Linked DNA regions of Triticum aestivum: region 1 is linked to region 2. The links are chromatin contacts, called in public Hi-C maps. All regions are on one chromosome and are shown on one strand. Each heading gives the region's core, a stretch centred on a gene start, on an enhancer-like site or on the middle of the called end of the contact. The rest is flanking DNA. Distances are from core to core; before and after follow the strand shown.

Region 1 (4,981 bases), core at 1,505-4,004, 330 kb before region 2:
TTTGTAGCTGCATCCACACTGACATACAGCTGCAACCATAGATAGAGGCATTATAATTATCTCTAGAATGTGTTGTCTGGGCATTAAAATGCCAAGCTCTGGATCTTAATTTCAATCAATTGAGAATATTACCTGGGTGATAGGTTTCAGAGCCTTAATCTTTTCAGGAAATTGAGCATTTGTAACCAGAAACGTAGATATGTGTCTGCGATGTAGGTCATCAACCAGAGTATTTATCTCTGGGTACATAATTGGTTCGCCAACAAGAGATAATGCACAATGTCTAGGGGATAGACCCTCTGCTAGTCGCTCTGGCTTTACTCCTGAAAGAAAGAGAGCAAGAAACAGCATAATTAAAGACCACAGTGTACTTCATGATACAAATATTATGGTACTAACTAATATTCCAGGCAGAACCACTGCATTATTTAATCAATAGCTTTACAGGATAATTATGAGGTTCTATTAATCATGTAGAGCCTAAGTTCTCAGCGCTGCAGGCTGAGTACACAAAATAAACAGATCAAAAGTTCACACTTGATGCTGCCTGGCATATCTTAATGGAACACTTCCGTCACGATTATTGCTGGCATAGGGTTGAAAACCTTTTAAAGGCTGTATGCGTTTAGGCAAGTTACAGGTATTTTGCCATGGATCTATTTTTTGTCCGGGCACTAGAATATTCAGTGCAACTTTTATTTGGCAGAATAATGCATACCTGGCACGCCTTTCATTTGCTTAACCATCTTCCTGTGTTCGTCAATTGCAGTATTAACAATGTCAAGAGGATCGTCCATCTTCCACTTCCAACTCTTCCCAACAGGATTTGTGTGATGCCTCCAACAGAACACACACTTATTTGCACAAGCCAAACTTGGAGTTGCCTCCATGCATCTACAAAATTGAGCATCTAATAATCAGAAAACAAACACTGACGGAAGCAAACCACACAAATATTATGTTGTGCGGAGTGGATCTATGTTATGAAACCGATCTGTGACATAGAATATGTATGAACTAGTCCAACCATGTATTCAGCAAGCATTCCAATATACCATGCTACAGAAGCAAAAAAAATTCACCTGTGGCTTTCTATGCCATAAAATGAGTGCTTGTAACACCCTCCCCGACCTCGAAGCTGTGACTTCGTCCATCTACAAATCTTCACCCCACTATGAGAACCAACAATTTTGTAGCCCTGGAAAAAAACCACAGGGATTGATTAATAGGGCACTAGATTGCAATATGTAGAATGAAAATATAAAGACGAAGCACATAAACTACAGAAAACAACTGTAAATTGTTAATCCCATCTAAACAGGTGGAGAATTCTACCTTATAGGCAAGGACCACAGAGATCTGAGTACATACACAACCCTTGTGTTAACCAACATCAGTTTGGGATCAGGAAAAGTTGTCTTAGATCCTAATCGAAAGTTCCATGAAGATGCTTGGTTGATTACTTGGCAGTTGCTTCAACAATCTCACTCTATCATAGCAAATTGCCAGACTAAGTATCTACACGAACCATTATTTTCACTAGCACGACATATACTAGTTCGATAAATTTAGAGGGGAACTAATTTATTTGCTGCCTAGCTATGCTTAAAAACTGCCTCAGCCCACAGAGATCTTAAAATTTTACTCTAGTTTCTTACCAGTGATGTATGTCAGGTAAGCATAGATTATAAAAAAAGAGCAGAATTGGCAATACTCTATTTTCATTAGGCATCATAGGACTCTTCAAAATTTCAGGTTGAAGCGCTTTTACATATGCAGTCAAGAGCATTATTATGTAGTATAACAGAAAGAATGTAACAACAAGTTGATGCTCACTTGTTTCTCCAAGCTCGCCCTGATTATGGGCGTGACCATGGCCCTCGCGCCGTTCTGCCCTCCATTGGGCAAAGCACCCTCCACCTTCCCATTCTGCTTCTTTGCTGTCGCCTTGCCGGCAATGTCTTCCATGTCAACCTCCCCACTAGCCACCTCCTCCTCCTCTTCCTCCTCATCATCGTCATCATAATCGGACTCCTCCCCTTCCAGCCCATCAAACCCATTGGTCTCTCCATCGACTCCGTCCTCCTCAACCTCCTCCCCTTTGACCACCCTGAGCACCCTCCCGCACCACTCCTCGAAGACGTCATCGAGGTCCCCCTCATCCACGTCGCCCTCCCCGACGGGCAGCACCTCGACGGCCCCGAGCGCGCGGAGCCAGCGCGAGAAGCTCCTGGCGGCGGCGTTGAAGGTGTCGCCGTAGGCGCGGGAGCCGACGCCGAAGACGGCGAAGCGGAGGCCCGAGAGGAGCAGCGCCCCGGCGCGGAAGTCGGCGGCGGTCTCCGCGAGCCAGCGCGCGAGGAAGGCGGCGCCGGGCGGGGGCGCCCCGGCGTCGTGCGTGGGGAGGACGAGGAGGAGCAGCGGGACCGAGGGCAGGTCGTCCGGGTCGAAGGCGGCGGCGTCGGTGGCGCGGGCGGGCAGCCCGGCGTCCGCGAGGCGGGCCGAGAGGCGCGCCGCGAGGGCCTTGGAGGTGCCCGTGGCCGAGGCGTAGAGGAGGGTCGGGGCGGCGGCGGCGGCGGGGGCGGGGGAGGAGGATGGGGATGGGGAGGGGCGTAGGGTGCGGCGGAGGCGGCGGAGGGTGATGGACTTGTAGAGGAAGAAGAGGGAGGAGGAGGAGAGCAGGAGGAGGAGCGCGAGGTGGGAGGTGCCGGAGGCGGCCGCGGCCGCCGGGGAGGGGGGCATCGCGGCGGCGGGCTGGGGTTTGGTGGGTGGGGAGGGGGAGGCTGGCTTCCGGCTTTGGTGGGTTTTGCTGTGCCCTTGCGCGCCGCGCGAGGCGGTTGGGGTTTGCTCTTCTTTCTGAAACTGAAACTGAAACTGAAACTGAGACGCCGTGCACGTCAAACTTCAGAAAAGCGTCCCAAAGTCTGACGATCTTTTGCAATTTTTGCATTGTTGTCGCACTTTCAGAAGCACACCGAATGACTCATCAACTCTTCTACTGCATCCTTGTATAAATTCATTTACAACGTTCACAAGCTTTACATCCTTTTACACATTGTTACAATACAATGTTCAGAAACAGCACAGCGCAGCCCTGTTTACACGACCCATCCAGCACTTACTCTGAACCTAAAGCTGGATGCTGTCCAAGACAGAACTGACAAGAGTAACACTGTCGCAATCGCGCGTGTGTGCGCAGTAGATGGTCGTGGAAGCCAACAAATGAACGAATCGGGTGCCTTCAACCCAGATCAACAACCAGGAGCATCAAAACTATGTCTGTACCACATCAAGAAAATGTGCGCCTTGTGATATAACGCGATAGTTCACGGTCGCCACGTTGTTTTCTTTACAGACATGATGCCCTCCTTGTCCTTCCTGAAGGTCATCACGATCTCCCAGTGGAGCGACTTCAGGATCGCCTCCAACGGGTCGAGGATCTCGAGCTTCTCCCGGATGATGGCCCACCCTCCGGGTCTCAGGATCCGGTCCATCTCGACCAAAATCGAGACAGGTTCCTTGCATCTGCATTGTTCAGGTCATGTCAGCATGTCACATCAAACACTGTAAGCACACCGAAAACTATAGACCGTCAAAGTTCAAGCGAGGGTACTTCATTCGACAAACATACCTGTTCTTCAAGCGTGAGAACAAATGGTCGGCATGAAGAAGATCGTACGACCTTGGATATGTGCTAAATGGTTCGCACCAGTCGTGATAAACACCGACCAGCCCGCGCTCGAAGATTACAGGTAGGGTGTCTGGGGCATGCACGGGGACAACATTCATGACCCAAACTTTTTCAGACGACAAAGCTGCAGCAAATCTGCAAGGAAACACGCATATAAGTAAGAGAAATTCAATTTATATACTGGGAAATGTGAAATTGAGAATGGAGAGCGTACCCTCCATATACAGCCTTCATATCCAGCACGTTTCGGATATTTGTCCAGTTAATACCCAAGCCATCCAGATACGATTTCTCAACGACGGCCTTCCAGTGGCTATGATCAGCAGACACCCTTGTTTGCAGGTCCCCGAGCCAATCAGGAAAAGTCTCGAGCCTCTTGGGCCACTCCTCAGGCCACTCACTGCCTCTTTCTTCGATACCAGCAGGAGCTTTGTGCAGGCAATGCTTGATTGGAGTATACCTACAAAGGAAAACAAACGTTTCAGTTTCACAAGCCAAACAAACTCCAGTGTACATGATAATTCAGGAAACACCGTAGTGATTAATCCAAGTGTCCTAGTTACCATGCAGTAGCTTTGTTTTGCTCTTCCTTGCAAAATGGAGGATCTTTTTTTGCTCTCAGGTCATACTCGTCATTTGAGGCTGGTCGCTGAAATATCTTTACTCCAAGCTCGCTGACATCATCACTGTTGTAAGCTATTACGTTCCAACAAACCGCGGTCATTGAAGCTGATATTCCTGTAAAGTTCATCAAGACATTTAAAACATAAACATTGGGCGAAATAGAACATAACAAGGCCAGTAATGGCCCCATGAAAGTCGTGATATTTTACATGCTTGTTCGTTTATAATGACATCGGTATTTCAGCAGATTCCAGCCTTTTCTCCACACACACACAGTAACGTGCCATACCTTCTTCACTCTCGAGGTCACCATGTCTGCTCGATATAACGAAGTATCCTCCTGGGCGAAGGATCCTATTCATCTCTATGAGAAGCTTTCCACCTAATCCATACAATACAAAATGTTGTTCAAGATGTGAGCAACGCAGGATAGTGGCATGCTGGGTCTAAAAGAGAGGAACGAAGCAGCATGTAAATACCATTAGAATGCCATGGTATGTTGCATTCACTACAGTGGATAATATCAAATGAACCACTAGGAAAGGGTAATCTTCTTGATCCCAGACTGCCAATTGTTGCAGGGATGCCGCGTTCAAGGGCAACTTGTGCAAGGTCTGTCTGGTCATTTGTAAGGCCTAATGACAGTGTAATCACATCCTTCTCGAGTAG
Region 2 (5,340 bases), core at 509-3,008:
AGGCCCACACGCGTCCACGCCCCTGGCAGCGGCGGCGGCGGCAGCTCCCGCGTACCTCTCGCCGCCGAGGATGAGGGGCGGCGCGTAGAGCAGGTTCGCGTGAGGGAGGCGAGGCAGGCACTGGAGAGGCGAGGGGGTGCCGGGTTCCTGCGGCGGGGCTCCCCCGGCGCGCGACGGGCGGCGGCTCCGATGGGGCGGCTCCCGGGGCGACGGGCGCGGCGACCGACGGCGGCTGCAGGAGGCGGCGAAGGGCGCAGCGGGGCGGCTCCGGTGGCTGGGGAGGCGACGACCCGCGGCGGGACGGCTCCCGCGGCGGGGGCGTGCTCCCGTGGCTGGGGAGGCGGCAACCCGCGGCGGGGGCGGGCTCCCGCGGCTGGGGAGGCGGCGAACGGCGCGGCGGGGGCGGGCTCCCGGCGACCTGCGGCGGCTTCCCGTGGCTCCGGCGGCGCGAGGCGGCGGTGAAGGGCGCGGCTTCCCGTGGCTCGGCGCGAGGCTGCGGGAGGCGAACGACGCGGGAGGAGGAGGAGGTCGTGCGGGAGGAGAAGGTGGAGGTCGTGCGGGCGATCGGTTTTGTTAATGCGGGGCGATTAGCGATCGATCGTGCCTTGTTGCGTGATTGGTAGCGTTAAACACAGAATGATTAAGGGCCATTAGATTTTAATGATGGATGGGTGGGATTGTTTGGATCTGTCTCTCTCTCTTTCTTTTATAATGGTAGTAGATAAAATCTGTTGCAAAGTAGTATGTGAGATGTTGAGTCTATTGAGTATAAAAGGTGTCATCGCTATCGAGTAGCGAGTACCAAAGTTGAGATGACTCGACATGACATGGCTGGTAGAGGAATTTGTTCTTAGCAACGCACAAGTGTTGAGCCTGTGTGATCTATATGTGCAAATTCAGCTATTACGTTTGGGAAATGTTTAAAAGCTGACTTAAGATTTTTTTTAACATTTCCCGACGAACACCTAGAATTGCCAAAAGAAGATAAAATTTTCATGTTGTCTGTAAGAGATTTTCCATGCTCTAAAGCGAAAATTGCCAGTATAGTGCAAAAAATGGTAGAAAAATTGCCACGATGCGCAGAGTTAGTGACATGCGTTCAGTCGGGATCTAACGGTCCTAACTCCTAAGGCGTTCGCTGGGTTCTTAAAAAAATCTGACATTTATTGGTTACCAAAGTTCTTACATTTTGGTATATCTTGTTTCACGTTTCCCTATATTTTGTTTAAAAACAACAACGATTACACCATAGACGCACACATTCACACAACACCTACCGAAAACAGAATCGAAGCTGTAGGGCTTTAAGACAACCGTCTCACACTGAAAGAATAACCTACACTTCTACATTTAAAGCTCTGAAGAATTTGCGAACTGAGTCTGTCTTAGATGGTTAAGTTCTGAAGATTTGACACAGGTGCTCGTATTTTTATGGATTCATTTCAGGCTTTGCGACGATATTTGTTTAGTGGAAGAAGACGTTCACATCGAGTGCGGTTCAAAAATTCCAATGAACTTTGTTATGCAGTTGCCAAAAAAATATCCAAGTTATCCACGTGTCGATAAGCACGACGAAATCCGGCTCGTGCGCGCATGAGCGGCGGCCGGCGGGCGAGCGCGCGTGTGGCCGGAGGAAAATCCCATCCAGGAGGCGGAAGCGGAGCCGCACCACCCGTTCCGTTATTCTCTCACCCACGAACGAACCGAACCGACCTCATTATTGCCCCGCGGCCCCCAGCCCAGCCCCCACCTCCCTTCGCCCCGGCCCGGAACTCGCTCCCCCGCCTCCCTCCGTCGCCCGCGGTCGCTGCTGGCTTCCAACGCACGCGGCATCCGAATCCGCACCGCACCGCACCCGATCCCCCGCGCCACTTGTCCCGCCGCCCAATGCCCGCCCTCCGGTGAGATGGCGCCGCCGCGCGGCGGTGCTCCCACCCCCTCGGATTCCCCCCACGCCATTTATTCTCCCCCAACAGCGTCCCGTCATCCCCCTCACCCGCACCACCCCCGCTCGCCTATTTAAGGCCCAGCGACATGCTCTCCAGGAGGCCGCTCGCCGCCGCGCTACGCCTCGCGCCCCTCTCGCCTCCGCTCCTCCTCTTCTTCGCCTCCTCCTCCTCCTCGTCGTCGTCACCCGCCTCGTGCTCCTCCCCCGCCGCTTCGGCCTCGGGCCCCAGAGGTGCGCGCTTCTGACGAGCATTCGTTTGATTCGGGGCGTTTTTGGTGTGTGTGTCGGTTTCGCGGCGGCACGCTTAATTTTAGCGATGCCTGCGTTGGCCGTTCCTCTCTAATTTTGGCGCTCTTGAATTAAATACGAGAACGTTGGTTTTGATCCGAGGCCAGTCCTGCTAGGCTGTAGAGGGGCAACCCAATTCGGTTTCCGGTCCATGGGCGAATGCTGAAGCATAATCGCGTATGCTTTGCTCTGCTTTCGTGCCCGTCTTAACGAATTTCGTGGTTCGTATCTGTTTACGATGAGATTTTGAGATTCGTATGTATGGGCTGATCAGCCCTTTTTCTGAGCTGCTAACTTATATACTCTGGACTTCGTTTCAGTTTGTCTGAATTATGCAGTTTAAATCCTGTTTCCTGATCGTGTCGTTATGGTAGTCATGCCACGTTCATTGATCGGTCAATCACTAGACTTTCACAGTTTCACCGACCTTTGTTAATTCCTGGTTGAAACACGGAGTTCTATCACTGAATTACAGTGTGATATCTCTGACGTACTTTGTTCTATTCACCTCGTATCAGGCTGCAGTGCTCTAAGGATGGATACCGGCGCTGTGGAGCCAGCTTCAACGGGGGCAATCTGGTCAACACCGTCGGTGGAGCCGAGAAGCATTTCCATCGGGAAGCAGATATTCTGCAACAGGTCTCTCAACATGAGGAACATCACCGCAGTAGGATTTGATATGGACTACACTCTTGCGCAGTACAAGCCTGAGACATTTGAGGCCCTTGCTTACCATGGCACCATTGAGAAGCTCGTGAAGGATCTCAACTACCCTGAGGAGGTTGATGTCAATAGTTACTTCTCCCATTTTATGTGATTTCAGATTTGATATAGATACTTGGGGTCTGTTGTCGTGTCTAGGATTTCATGGTTGCCTCAAAGTAACTTAATAGTTGCATTTAACACAGTACCAACATCATGTCTTTACCTGCTTCGACTTTTGAGCAATATTCCCACCTGGGATAGTCCATGATTTGGACCATGAATTTTGTTCGGTAGTATAAATGCGTGAAATTTGTTGCTGCTCTGAACCAAAGAATTTTGTGCTAGTTACTGCTATTTATCTTAGGAAGGATCACCAATTTCTGCACTAATGTAGTAGCAAAAGGTTCATACTATCAAGTGAATATCTGTTTATTACAGAAGTGCGGAGTTCTTTGTGAAGGACATTTAGTTTTTCTTAGGACTAGCAATTTGATGCTGAGACTTGTGGGCTTAATACTCTCTTGGCTTGCAAGTTTTTGTTCTGAATTGGATTTACTCTGTTTCATTCTGCAGCTGTTGACATGGCAATTTGACTGGAAGTATATGGTCAGAGGACTAGTTCTTGATAAGAAAAGAGGAAATATCTTGAAGGTCCGCTGTATTTGCTTGAACTCACTTCACTTTGTTGACTGAAAATGAACTTGTGACACATAGAAACAACATTACTCTGTCTAATAAAAAATGTACATCGTTTTGGATATTGACATGATCTACAAGGCGAAACTTTGACCATCAGTTTCTATGAAAGTACATTGCTTCAAATAAAAATGATTATTCACTAAAAACATATTCCATATCAGATTTAGTAATATAAATTTCATGTAACCAATGTTGGTAAAAAAACAGTGCTGGTTAAACTTAAGAATGTTTGACTGATCTCTTAAAAACCTTTTGCAAGCAGTGGGTGTAGGATCTAAATTAAAGAATAATGAGAACAAGATGCAGGAAACCCATGGGAGGACAGGGAGCAATTTTTTGTATTTAGCAACAAAGGGGTCATATTATTTACAAAATCAAAGTTCCATGTCTACATTGATGCCTGAAACCTTTTGTTTGTGCTTGCATGATACTAGTGCCGACCTAATTTCTACCTTATTGTTTTTACTTTATATCTAGTTTTCACTTTAAGATTGCATGTTGTAGTTCCCTATTCATACTTCTTGACCGTTGAAAACACCAATTGTTCACTGAACACTTCCCATCATGTTGAAAATATTCAATCCTCTCTTGATGCAAAAGTTCTGTATGATAGGAGGCAACTGTTGAAGTGTATATGTCGATTTCCTAGCCCTTTCCATCAGTTTGGACCTTTGGTTGCATTGGCTAGTGCATGAAGCTTAACAGCAACAACACAAAATAGACCTAGCATAAATTAAATTGCCACTGCTTATTTACTGTACTTGCTACTGTTGGTTAATTTTACGTTTATACTTTCTGAATCAGTGATCAGTTTAACTGCCATTTTAACTATGATGTGCAATATCAGATGGACCGGCACAAGTATGTAAAAGTTGCATACCATGGATTTAGGGAGATGTCAAAGGAAGAGAAAGTTGCTGCTTATGGGAGTACATTGATAAGGGATTCCTTCGATGAACCTGATTATGCCCTTATAGATACACTTTTCTCACTGGGTGAAGCCTATCTGTTTGCTCAGCTTGTTGATTTCATGGACAACAATCCTGCAAAAGTACCTTCAGGCACTGAGTATGGTCATTAGATCCATATATAGTTATGATTCTTTCACAAATGATTTGAAAATGATTACAACGTACCAAATGTGTATGGATATTGGCAAGCATAGGTGAAAATTATGCTTTCACGTATGTTTGTCTATTCATTTTCGTCTGTTCCTCTGCCTATATACGTAAAATATTGGACAGACATTTTATTCCATGTATTCTGATCTGCGTCTTCCATTTTACTTGTATTGATATGCTAATGTACTTGCTACCTTGGATTATTTTGTTGTTACAGCTATGCGCATATGTATAGAGATGTGAGGTCTGCGGTTGATCTGTGTCATCGTGATGGAACTTTAAAACGAATGGTTGCAAAGGAACCTAGCAGGTAGTTCTGTATAATCTTAAACAACCATGTAGTGGTTATTCTAGATCATAGTGCTAGGCACAACAAAGAGTGGACATCATTTTGCTTTCTTTTTTGCAATAATTTGGTATGGTTCTCTTTTTGTTTGTTCACGTGCCTATAGACCTGCGTATATTTCCCCCATTGTTTATGATGTAAGAATTTATACAATTAGGTTTTAACTGGCACAGCTGATTTGTGTGTTCAAACTTGCCAGGTATATTAATGAAGACTTGGCAATTGTGCCGATG

The links. A called contact is a pair of places that touch in the nucleus more often than the background predicts.
Region 1: a Hi-C map of leaf shows a contact between it and region 2, with 7 times the contacts expected there. The contact joins the promoter of LOC123113472 here to the promoter of LOC123113467 in region 2. A contact is called at or near these places in 3 of 5 Hi-C or Micro-C datasets (all in leaf).

What each region holds. Positions count from the first base shown.
Region 1 is chr5B:591,922,770-591,927,750 of IWGSC CS RefSeq v2.1, reverse strand. It overlaps LOC123113472 (S-adenosyl-L-methionine-dependent tRNA 4-demethylwyosine synthase), which reads right to left and starts at 2,754. Exons shown (of 8, transcript XM_044534708.1): 1 at 1,837-2,754; 2 at 1,083-1,198; 3 at 719-894; 4 at 133-323; 5 at 1-29. The coding sequence starts at 2,739. It overlaps LOC123113471 (probable methyltransferase PMT28), which reads right to left. Exons shown (of 8, transcript XM_044534707.1): 3 at 4,792-4,981; 4 at 4,602-4,694; 5 at 4,252-4,426; 6 at 3,903-4,148; 7 at 3,680-3,823; 8 at 2,977-3,522. The coding sequence ends at 3,324.
Region 2 is chr5B:591,587,961-591,593,300 of IWGSC CS RefSeq v2.1, reverse strand. LOC123113467 (5'-nucleotidase domain-containing protein 4) reads left to right here and starts at 1,758. Exons shown (of 17, transcript XM_044534701.1): 1 at 1,758-2,179; 2 at 2,755-3,017; 3 at 3,515-3,592; 4 at 4,488-4,708; 5 at 4,979-5,071; 6 at 5,307-5,340. The coding sequence starts at 2,035.